Linked DNA regions of Mus musculus: region 1 is linked to region 2. The links are chromatin contacts, called in public HiChIP or PLAC-seq maps. All regions are on one chromosome and are shown on one strand. Each heading gives the region's core, a stretch centred on a gene start, on an enhancer-like site or on the middle of the called end of the contact. The rest is flanking DNA. Distances are from core to core; before and after follow the strand shown.

Region 1 (4,927 bases), core at 850-3,349, 820 kb before region 2:
AATTTTTCAACTGAAGGCCCCTCTTCATAGGTGTATCAAATTAATAACAAAACTAATCTATATCTATCTACATATATATGTATATGATATAAAGAGCTCTTAGGAAAAAAGTTTTCAACTTCAAAAACACTCATGTTGCAACTCCAACGTCCCTACCTATCTACCCTCATTCTGACAAGGCATACCACTAAAATCTGCGATGGCTGGACTTCTTAACCCTGGGTCCTTGCTGAGGCATTTTCCCTGTTTAAGCCTCCAGGTTCCCGTCTGTTAAAGGAAAGTTACCAACACTCAACAGTTACAGGATTAAGTACTCAGTGAACATCAGACATGCCCATCATTTTCTCCACTCCAGAAATGGAACCAAAGACCTAAACCTTTAATTCATGTTCTCTCTCAGCAGAAAAAGTCTGGGAATCAAGAAGTAGTCCCTCCCTCTCTGGCCTTCACGAGGTGCAGACATCGGCACTGTTCCGTGAGCCCCGGAAGGAAAGAAGGATACATCCTGCACAATGCGCTGAGTAGCTGTGTTGGGCGACTGCGAGTCTTTGAGAAGCTGCAAGACCTGCTGCAGGCCCTGCTCGTCTGGCTGCCAGTCCATGGCGCAAGGCGAACTGCAGGGGTAGGAGCCTGGATCAGCGCTGGGTCGCTGGAGTTCTGTGTGAGACCCAAGTTGAGTCCCCGAGGCAGAGGCGGCTGCATGCAGACGCAAGCGCTCTCCGCCGAGAAGCGGAGGCCTCCAATCCGCGCCTGTCCAAGTGCGGGGTCCCCGCCAGCTAAGCCATCCTCGGCCACGCAGTCGCGGGCTCGGGAGTGCGAGTGGGGGGAATATAAAAGCGGGCCATCAGGACCAGCGGCGGGGGCGCGACGGATCCACATCGAGCCTAACGAGGAACCCTCTTTCCAAAGCGATCCACGCCACCGCCGCCCCCGGTTACGGGCCTCACGGCTTCCGCCTCCCTCCAGGGCGAGGGGCCCCGCCCCAGCGGTCTTTCAGGTGAAGGCTCAGTCCACGAGGATTCCCTTCCCCAAAATCCAGCCTTCCAGCTCCACTAGATGCCAGCCGCCTCCTAGATTTCTGAGCTCCTCTAGGTCCCTAAGCGCCCAGATCTTGCTCATCCCTGCTCCCTCTTCTAAACCGGCTCTACAAGCTCAGTAGACGCCACATGGCCCCCTTTCTGACCTAGACGCGGCCCTGTGACCCTCCTTAACCAGAATACAAGCAATACCCGATAGGTTTCCAATGTCTCTTTGAATGAGAGCCAGTCAGAATCACCCAACCCACGACCAAAGCCCCCAATGCCCGCTGCCTGCCCCCAATCAGATCTGGCCAAGCTTCTCTAGCTCTTACCCTCCGCCCCAGTCAGCAGGAATTAATGCTGACGGACCTCTGGCAGCTCCCCCAATCAAATTCCCCTAAGCCCCCTCCCACCCCCTCACCCCCGATCACTTCACGTCGGAGACCCCATCCGTCCAATCCCTGCAGCTTCCCTTACAGAGTCCCGCACAAACACCCGCCCGGTGCGCTACCCTCAACGGATCCCACCACCGCCTCGCAGCCAGACTCAGCAAAGCCCTCTGGTCTCAAGTCTGACGCCCCTCCCTATTAGGACTAAACAACCTTCCCCTCTCAACTTTCAAGGCTGTCTCCCCCGAATCAGACCCAACCAAGCCCCGCCGAAACAGATCCCCACACACACCCGATCCACGCGACGTCCCCCGACGATTCCCCCAATCAGCGCCCCTCCAGCCCGACCCCAGCCGCCCCACTGGCCCGCATCTCGTGGCACCCGAACCTGCCCGGGCGCCGAGGCCCCACCCCTTGAGATCAGATCAGCTCCCCCTCCCCCGCCCGGCCCGTTCTGCCGGCCTCGAGAGCTGGCCCAACCCGGTACCCCGCCTCTCAGCCGGGCGCGACCCCGACGCCTGGGCGGCGCGCGGCGCAGGCCCAGAACCCAGGGAGGTTCGAGGCGAGCTGAAGCCAAGGGGCCCCGGCCGAGCGAGGCCCACCTACCAGGCCCCGGGAGGCAGCGGCGGCGCCTAAGTGCTGCAGCTTCTCCAGAGGCTCGCGCGGAAGGAGGGAGCCAGAGGCAGGGAATTAAAAAAAAAAAAAAAAAAAAAAAATTAAACGCGGCCGAAATGAACAATTTCGGCTTCCGTACGCCGTTCAAACTGGCCTACCAAAGCCAATCGGAGAGCGAAGCACTCACACGTGATCTGGCACAGAGTGGCCCTGGCCAAGTTGAGTCACGTGAGAGAATAAGTACCGCCTCTAGGCCTCTCTTGCCATTAGGTCCTCCCAGCGTCTCGTTTCCTTTTCCTTACTGCAGCTTTCTTCTTTCTTCTTTAACGTATATTGGTATTTTTGTCTGAACCATGTGCGCGCAGTGCCGTGGGGATCAGAAGATTGCATTGGATGCCTGTGAAGCTGGTGGTGGTGAGCCATGTGGATGCTGAAATCAAACCTGGGTCCTCTACGAGAGCCCACAGTACTCTTAACTGGCCCCAGCCCCACTGAGTTGCAGATTTTGCTGGAGCTAGAAATTTAGTAGTGCATGGGTGTTTTCGGTGTGTAATGGACCTAGGAATCCTTCAACTACAGCTAACCGTGTCCTTACTACAACTCCCTAAAATTTAAACTGTTCCGCAGTCCGGCGTGCCTCAGAACTGGATTGGGAGGGAGGGAGGGCAGGGATAGGGAATAAGGCAACAGTAGACCCCTCTGGTGCCAGGAAAGCTACATCACAAAACCCTTTGATCAAAAATAAGTTAAAATGAAGCCGGGCAGTGGCGGCGCACCCCTTTAACCCCAGCACTCCCTGATCTATGGAACTGGTTCCAGGACAGCCAAGGCTACACAGAGAAACTGGGGGAGGGGGTTAAAATGTAACTTTCTCTTTCGCTCCCCTAAACAGCACTACACCGACGTAAAGAGCAGGGCAGGCAGCTGGCGGTGCTGGATTTTACTAGAGCAACTGTCCTGTTATTGTTCAATGCTGTTTAAACACTTTTTACATGGGACTGAAAAATAACACGTGGCCATTTTTTGTTCTGTTTTTCGTGACAGGGTTTCTCTGTGTAGCTCTGGCTGTCCTGGAACTCAATCTGTAGTCCAGGCTGTCCTCGAACTGAGAATCCGCCAGCCTCTGCCTCCCAAGTGCTGGGATTCAAGGCATGCGCCACCGGATTTATGTTTGTTTTGCCTGCATTTATGTCTGCATCACGTTTCTGACGAGACAGTCAGGTGTTGAATCTCCTGGAACTAGAGCTACAAGACAGTTGTGAGCTGCCATATACGATTGCTGGCACTCAAAACCAGGGTCCTGTAGCAAAGCAACAAGTGCACTTAATCGCTGAGTCATCTTATTCAGCCCCTGGCAATAACTTCTAAAATAAAACAAGGCAGCTAAATTCGATCAGAAGACCTAATCCCTTAACCTACCTTAAAAGTGAGATGAGGATTGCCCAGAGCAATTTAGGCAAGAGCCAGGTCATGAATGCTTCTGCCGTTTGAATTCAGTAGTTTTTCCTTTTCAGCCGTACACCATTATAGAATTGGAGACCCTGGTGCTTTCTTCTACCCCCTTCCCGTCTCCATCCCCTCCTAGTCCTACCGCCGATAAGGGATTCACTCTTCAGCCGCACCTCTATCTCAGTGGATATAGCATAATTTGCTCCGTTAGAGATGATCCATCCAAATTATGCTTACCTGACCTTAAGCTTATTGAGCAATAATGATTCAAATCATAAATTATTTGAAAATGTAGCTCTAAGCACAGCTCCCCAGTTGACTGCAGGTTCGTTTTCTTCTCGCCCTGCTTAAACCAATATTTACTAAAGTAACCATGATTCGAATCCCAAAGTACTACCGAGGCCTTTGATAGGTTTTGCTGTGGTTTCTTTGTTTTGACCTTCAGGTGAGGGACAGGTCTATGGGAATGCCTCAACTTGAAAACAACTTAGCCCACTCCCCATTGGCACGATCAGTCCCAGCAACCTTCAGTCATGAAAAAGCAAGAATTGAAATATTGCAAGCCTCTGTTGAGAAAATCAAGGGAAACTTCCGCAACGGACTAGCGACTCAATATAAACAGAAACCCTTTAACGACACGTGTGGATAGCCACCCTACGCATGCGCAGAGCTTTCTCACACTACTTCTCACGCTCCGGTGAGGCTTGAAACTACAAATCCCAAGATGCCCTGTATCTAAATCTCAATTTGGGGCGGGGGGGGGGGGGGGTTCGAGACAGGGTTTCTCTGTGTAGCCCTGGCTGTCCTGGAACTCACTTTGTAGACCAGGCTGGCCTCGAACTCAGAAATCCGCCTGCCTCTGCCTCCCGAGTGCTGGGATTAAAGGCGTGCGCCACTACGCCCAGCTAAAACTCAAGTTTTTATTCGTGAAGATGGGCTGGTCCGGGTTCTTGCAAGTTGGCTGTTAAACTGGAGATTGGAGAGTCGGAAGGTTCACAGTAGTTTCTGTTTGGCTTTTTTCTTGGGGGGGGGCGTGGTTTATTGTTTTTTAATCAAGGGAGGGCTTTGACTCCAGGTAGAGGCTATGTAAGTTATGAAATGCAGACAATAATTTTTTTAAAAAGGTGTTTGAATTCAAATGCTTTGAGTGGCAACTTGCAGAGCTGATTCTCGCTATGTGGGCCTTAGGTGATGTGTTTGTAAAAAGATAAAGAGTAAGGAGATATGTTCTATGGAGGGGTAGTGAGGTATGGGAGAAGGGGATGTCTCAGTGGGCCCATGCTGAGGCATCCATTCCCCCTGAGGGACCAGCCACATGAGGGTATAGTATAGAATAGAGTTTTTATTCCGGGCATGGGGAGGGGAGTCAAGATAGTAGTAAAGGCAGAGAAGAGAGGCCAGCCATGAGCACATGGAGAGTGAGGGAAGGAGGGAGAAGGGGGGAGGGGACAGAGC
Region 2 (4,607 bases), core at 1,540-4,039:
GTGTTACCGTTAAATGGAAATGTATAATACAGTAAACTTGAGAATGATTAACAGCTAGGGACCCCAAACAAGCTCAAAGTGTAGGCTTTTTCTCAGCCTACCTGAAGCTCAGTGGAGACTTTTGAGTAGCTGGTTTCATGCACTGAGGGTATGACTCAGCAGTATTACAGTTGCCTGGATGTCGGGGTCAGTGCCCAGCAGTGGCCATATGACACAGGTGTTTTTTCAGCAGTTATAGTTCTACTCATGTTTAAAATACATAGAGGTTAGTGGCAGCATTAAATCATTCAGCGACTGCGGCTGCCCTAAACAGACCAGATAGTGCTGGTGGTTGCAAAAGCAGAGCCGGGTGCTGACAGGACTCATGCAGATGGTGCTGCAGGGCGTAGGGAGAAGAGAACAGAAAGAGGAAGGACTTGGACAGAACGCTGCTGCAACTTCACATGAGGGCTTTGAGGGGACCTGGCAGGCAATTTTAAAACTAGTGGAGGGAGCAGAAGGGCTGTGTGGAGCTCCAGGCACTGGCCTGACCTGGCCTGGCCTGGCCTGCAGAACCTGGTTGGCTCCCCGAGAACACACTGGTTCCCAGAGCACTGCAGGAGTGAGGGTGTCCTTTTCCCTTTTATGGTAGGGTCTGTGAAGGAAATGTGGCTTCTGAGCTCTCCGTGGGCCTGTGGGTAGAGCCAGCTAGAGGAAGGGGCTAACACAGGGAGTGTATCTACTACCTACACACAACTCCTCCCACTCACAAACCAGCTGATTCCCAGGGCGTCTGAATGTCTGGTCTTCTCTGATGAGGGTTGTTTGAAGCAGAATGTCATGTAGCTTAGGCTGGCCACAAACTCTCTATATAGCCAAGGCTGACCTTGAACTCACGATTCTTCTGCCTGCACCTGGTATTGTAAACATGCAGCACCACGCTGCTAAATACATTTTCTTGCTCTGTCTTTTGTTTGTCTTTGTTTTTTTTTTGAGACAGGGTTTTCTCTGCATAGCCCTGGCTGTCCTGGAACTCACTTTGTAGACCAGGCAGGCCTCCAACTCAGAAATCCGCCTGCCTCTGCCTCCCAAGTGCTGGGATTAAAGGTGTGCGCCACCACTGCCCAGCCTTAAATACATTTTCTTGTCTTGTTTGTTTGTTGTTTTTTTGAGACCCAGTTTCTGTGTGTAGCCCTGGCTGACCTGGAACTTGCTCTGTAGACCAGGCTGCCCTTGAACTCTGAGACTCACCTGACTTTGCCTCCTAAGTGCTGGGATTAAAGGTGTGTGCCACCACTGCTAGGCTGAAATGCATTTTCTTAATAGTTGGGTGGGATGACACAGGTCTGTAATCCCAGCACATTGAGTCTAAGATCTCAAGTTTCAGAGCAGGTTGAGCTGAGTAACAAGACTGGATCTCAGAACTAGATAGGTGAGACATGATGAGAAAGAAAGAATGGTAGTGGGGAAACATGGGTAATTAGAGTCGGACGGTGACAGAGACATGGATGTGTATTTGACACCTATGATCTAGCTTTTCCAACTCTCACCCTACTCCATAGCAGAAACTCTAATAGTTAGCATCCCGTCTCCCCCTTTGAGAATGTCCCCATTGTTTTCCCTTTCTCTTTTTCAAGGTGACAGACTGTGCAGACTGGCCTGAGACTCTTTTTTTTTTTTCAAAGATTTATTTATTTATTATATGTAAGTACACTGTAGCTGTCTTCAGACACTCCAGAAGAGGGCGTCAGATCTTGTTACAGATGGTTGTGAACCACCATGTGGTTGCTGGGATTTGAACTCTGGACCTTCGGAAGAACAGTCGGGTGCTCTTACACACTGAGCCATCTCACCAGCCCGAGACTCTTTTTTTAAAGTAGTTTTTTTTTTCTTTTTCTTTTCTTAAAAGATTTATTTATTATTATACATAAGTACACTGTAGCTGACTTCAGACGCACCAGAAGAGGGCGTCAGATCTCATTACAGGTGGTTGTGAGCCACCATGTGATTGCTGGGATTTGAACTCAGGACCTTTGGAAGAGCAGTCAGTGCTCTAACCCACTGAGCCATCTCACCAGCCCAGTAGTTTCTTTTTTTAAGTAATTTATTTATTTTTACTTTATATGCATTGGTGTCTTGCCTGCATGTCTGTGTGAGGGTGTCAGAGGCTCTGAAGCTGGAGTTAGGCAGTTGTGAGCTGCCATGTGGGTGCTGGGAATTGAACCCAGGTTCTCTGGAAGAGCAGCAAGGACTTGAACTGCTGAGCCATCTCACAACCTTGTAGCCTTAGCCTCTGCAGTGCTGGTGGGGCAGGTGTGGGCCACCAGACCTGGCTTGTCATCTGCTCCAGCTCCTATTCATGACTGAAGAGCTGTGGTGTTTCTCCCTGTGCCTGTCTGATCCTAGTGAATGTTCCCACCATATAGTTGCACCTGCTGATATTTTATTCTTCCTATGCCTGAATAGTACTCCTTTGTATGTGGGTGTTACGTTTTCTGTAGCTGTTCATCATGTGTTCACACATGTGTTCACATGTGTTGACCGCCCCATTGTGGCCATTGTGAATTGTGGTACAGTATGCAGCAGGCACCCTCTTTAATATACTGATTTACTATGGACATGTGCCCAGCAGTGAGTTTGTTGGGTTGATCATATACGTGCGTGTGTGTGTGTGTGTGTGTGTGTGCGTGTGTGTGTGTGTGTGCGTGTGTGTATGGGGGTTGTTTCTGTTTGTAGTCGCCAAGGAACTTCAGAACTTCTGCTTTCTGTGACAGTTACACTAACTCACATGGCAACCATGCATAAGCTTCTGTTCTCTGTTGTTTGTTTTTGGAGCAGTGGCTCAAGTGCAGGGTGCTGTGCTTTATTAGGCACTGCTGTAATGCTGAGCTCAGACACTGCAGCTCGACGAGTTCCCCTTCCTCCCTACCCTTATCAGGATGTGTATCTTCTCTGTATGGTAGTAGCCAGTCAAATTCCAGCTCTTCTTTTGATAAGGTGCTGGGGATGGAACCCAGGGCCTTTGTCGTGCTGGAATCTACAGACTGAGCCTTGCCCCTTCCCCATCACCTTCCCTGGGAGATTCTCATGGGGGCAGCAGGCAGCAGTGGCAGCTCACTCAGTGTTTTCTTCTCCCCTGCTCCAGGCTGCCTGTGCTGGAGACAACATTCCCCGCTGGAGAATCTCACCCCAACCCACTGGACTCCATCATGAGTAACCGCTTCCCCCGGTGGTTCATCCTTGGCCACCTGGAGACCCGCCAGTGTGAGCTGGCCTCCACCATGCTGACGGCTGCCAAAGGTGAGGGCAGTGACAGCTATCCTTCTAGGGTCCTGCTGTCCCCTGACTCCCTCTTTTTCCTGCTTCCATTTCCTACCCACACTCATCCTTCACTTCTTTGCTGTTTTCGCTTTTAATTTTCTTTCTTCTTTAGGTTTCATTTCTCTTTTTGTGAACGGGTGTTTACCTGAATGTCTGTCTGTGCATCATGGAGCCATGGAGGCATCAAATCTCTTGGGTAGAGTTCCAGACAGTTGTGAGCTTTAACGTGGGTTCTAGACATGGCTAGGATCACACTCCAGTCCTCTGCAAGTGCAGCAGTGCCCATAACCACTGAGCTGTCTCTCCAGCTTGCTTCTAAGAAAGACATGGTCTCACATGAGTCCCAAGCTTGCCTGCAGTACACCATGCAGCCCACACTGCCCTTGACTCACGATCTTACCCCTTGGCCTCATGTTCTGCCACACCTGCTCTACTCTTACCAACTGTCTCCTCTGTACTACGGCTTGCACATGCTCTGTGAGGACCCAGTGCTGCCAGGTGGCAGGTAACAAAACTATCCCAAATCCCATGTTCTATGAAGAAGATGTATAGTCAACTAGCCAGGGCCTGGATTAGTAGTAGAGACCCTGCTTAGCACGTGTAAAGCCCTGAGCTCCCCCAGTACCACAGGAACACACAGATGGCCTGGGGGATGATGGCTCATTTGGTAAAGCACTTGCCACACCAGCATGAGAGAGGACTGGGGTTCAGTCCCCTGATTCCATAAAACAATGGGTATAAGGGTAGGTGCCCTGCCTTTAATTCCAGCACTTGGGAGGCAGATGCAGAAGAAGGCATATTTCAGTGAGTTTGAGGTCATCCTGGTCTACATAGTAAATCCCAAGCTGGCCAGAGCTCTGAAGTAAAATAAAAAAGGCTGGTATGGTAGCATACACTTGTTGCCCCAGCACTGGGAAAGTGAGACAGAGGACCCTCAGGGTCTGCTGGATGGCCAGCCTTGCCCTAAGGGAGATGGGTGGAAAGGCGGCTCAGTGGTTAGGAGCACTGTCTATTCCTATAGAGGACCAGAGTTCAATTTCTAGCACCTATGTGTTAGCTCACAACCATCTGTAACTCCAATTCTAGGAAACCCAACACATCCTTCTGGACTCTGCAGGCACCAGACAAAACACCCTTACATATAAAAATAAAATAATGTGTTCTTTTAAAAGGTGGGCGGTGCCTGAGGGATGACATTCAAGCTTGACTCTGGCCTCCCCATACATGTGTATACACATATCTATACTCACATGAACACACACATGTATACATTACATATTTACACTCACATGAACACACACATGTAT

Evidence for each region. HiChIP or PLAC-seq counts read pairs in DNA pulled down with a chosen protein or histone mark.
Region 1: an H3K4me3 HiChIP or PLAC-seq map of bone marrow-derived macrophages shows a contact between it and region 2, with 4 times the contacts expected there. The contact joins the promoter of Tnpo2 here to the enhancer-like site in region 2. A contact is called at or near these places in 2 of 39 promoter capture datasets (liver and pre-B cells), 1 of 484 Hi-C or Micro-C datasets (the HL-1 cell line) and 4 of 115 datasets of contacts at active chromatin or transcription factors (bone marrow-derived dendritic cells, bone marrow-derived macrophages, pancreatic cancer cells and 1 more).

The regions. Positions count from the first base shown.
Region 1 is chr8:85,034,065-85,038,991 of GRCm38.p6, reverse strand. It overlaps Tnpo2 (transportin 2 (importin 3, karyopherin beta 2b)), which reads right to left and starts at 2,099. Exons shown (of 25, transcript NM_001364032.1): 1 at 2,015-2,099; 2 at 503-657. The coding sequence starts at 601.
Region 2 is chr8:84,218,498-84,223,104 of GRCm38.p6, reverse strand. Zswim4 (zinc finger SWIM-type containing 4) reads left to right here. Exons shown (of 14, transcript NM_172503.3): 11 at 3,125-3,279. Among named protein-coding and RNA genes, the nearest start is that of Mir3074-2, 12 kb to the right of the region's middle. Within about 2 kb of position 2,789, at least 45 of the 459 cell types and tissues checked have an H3K27ac peak or open chromatin away from gene starts, as enhancers often do. A contact at or near this core is called in bone marrow-derived macrophages, where this site is marked.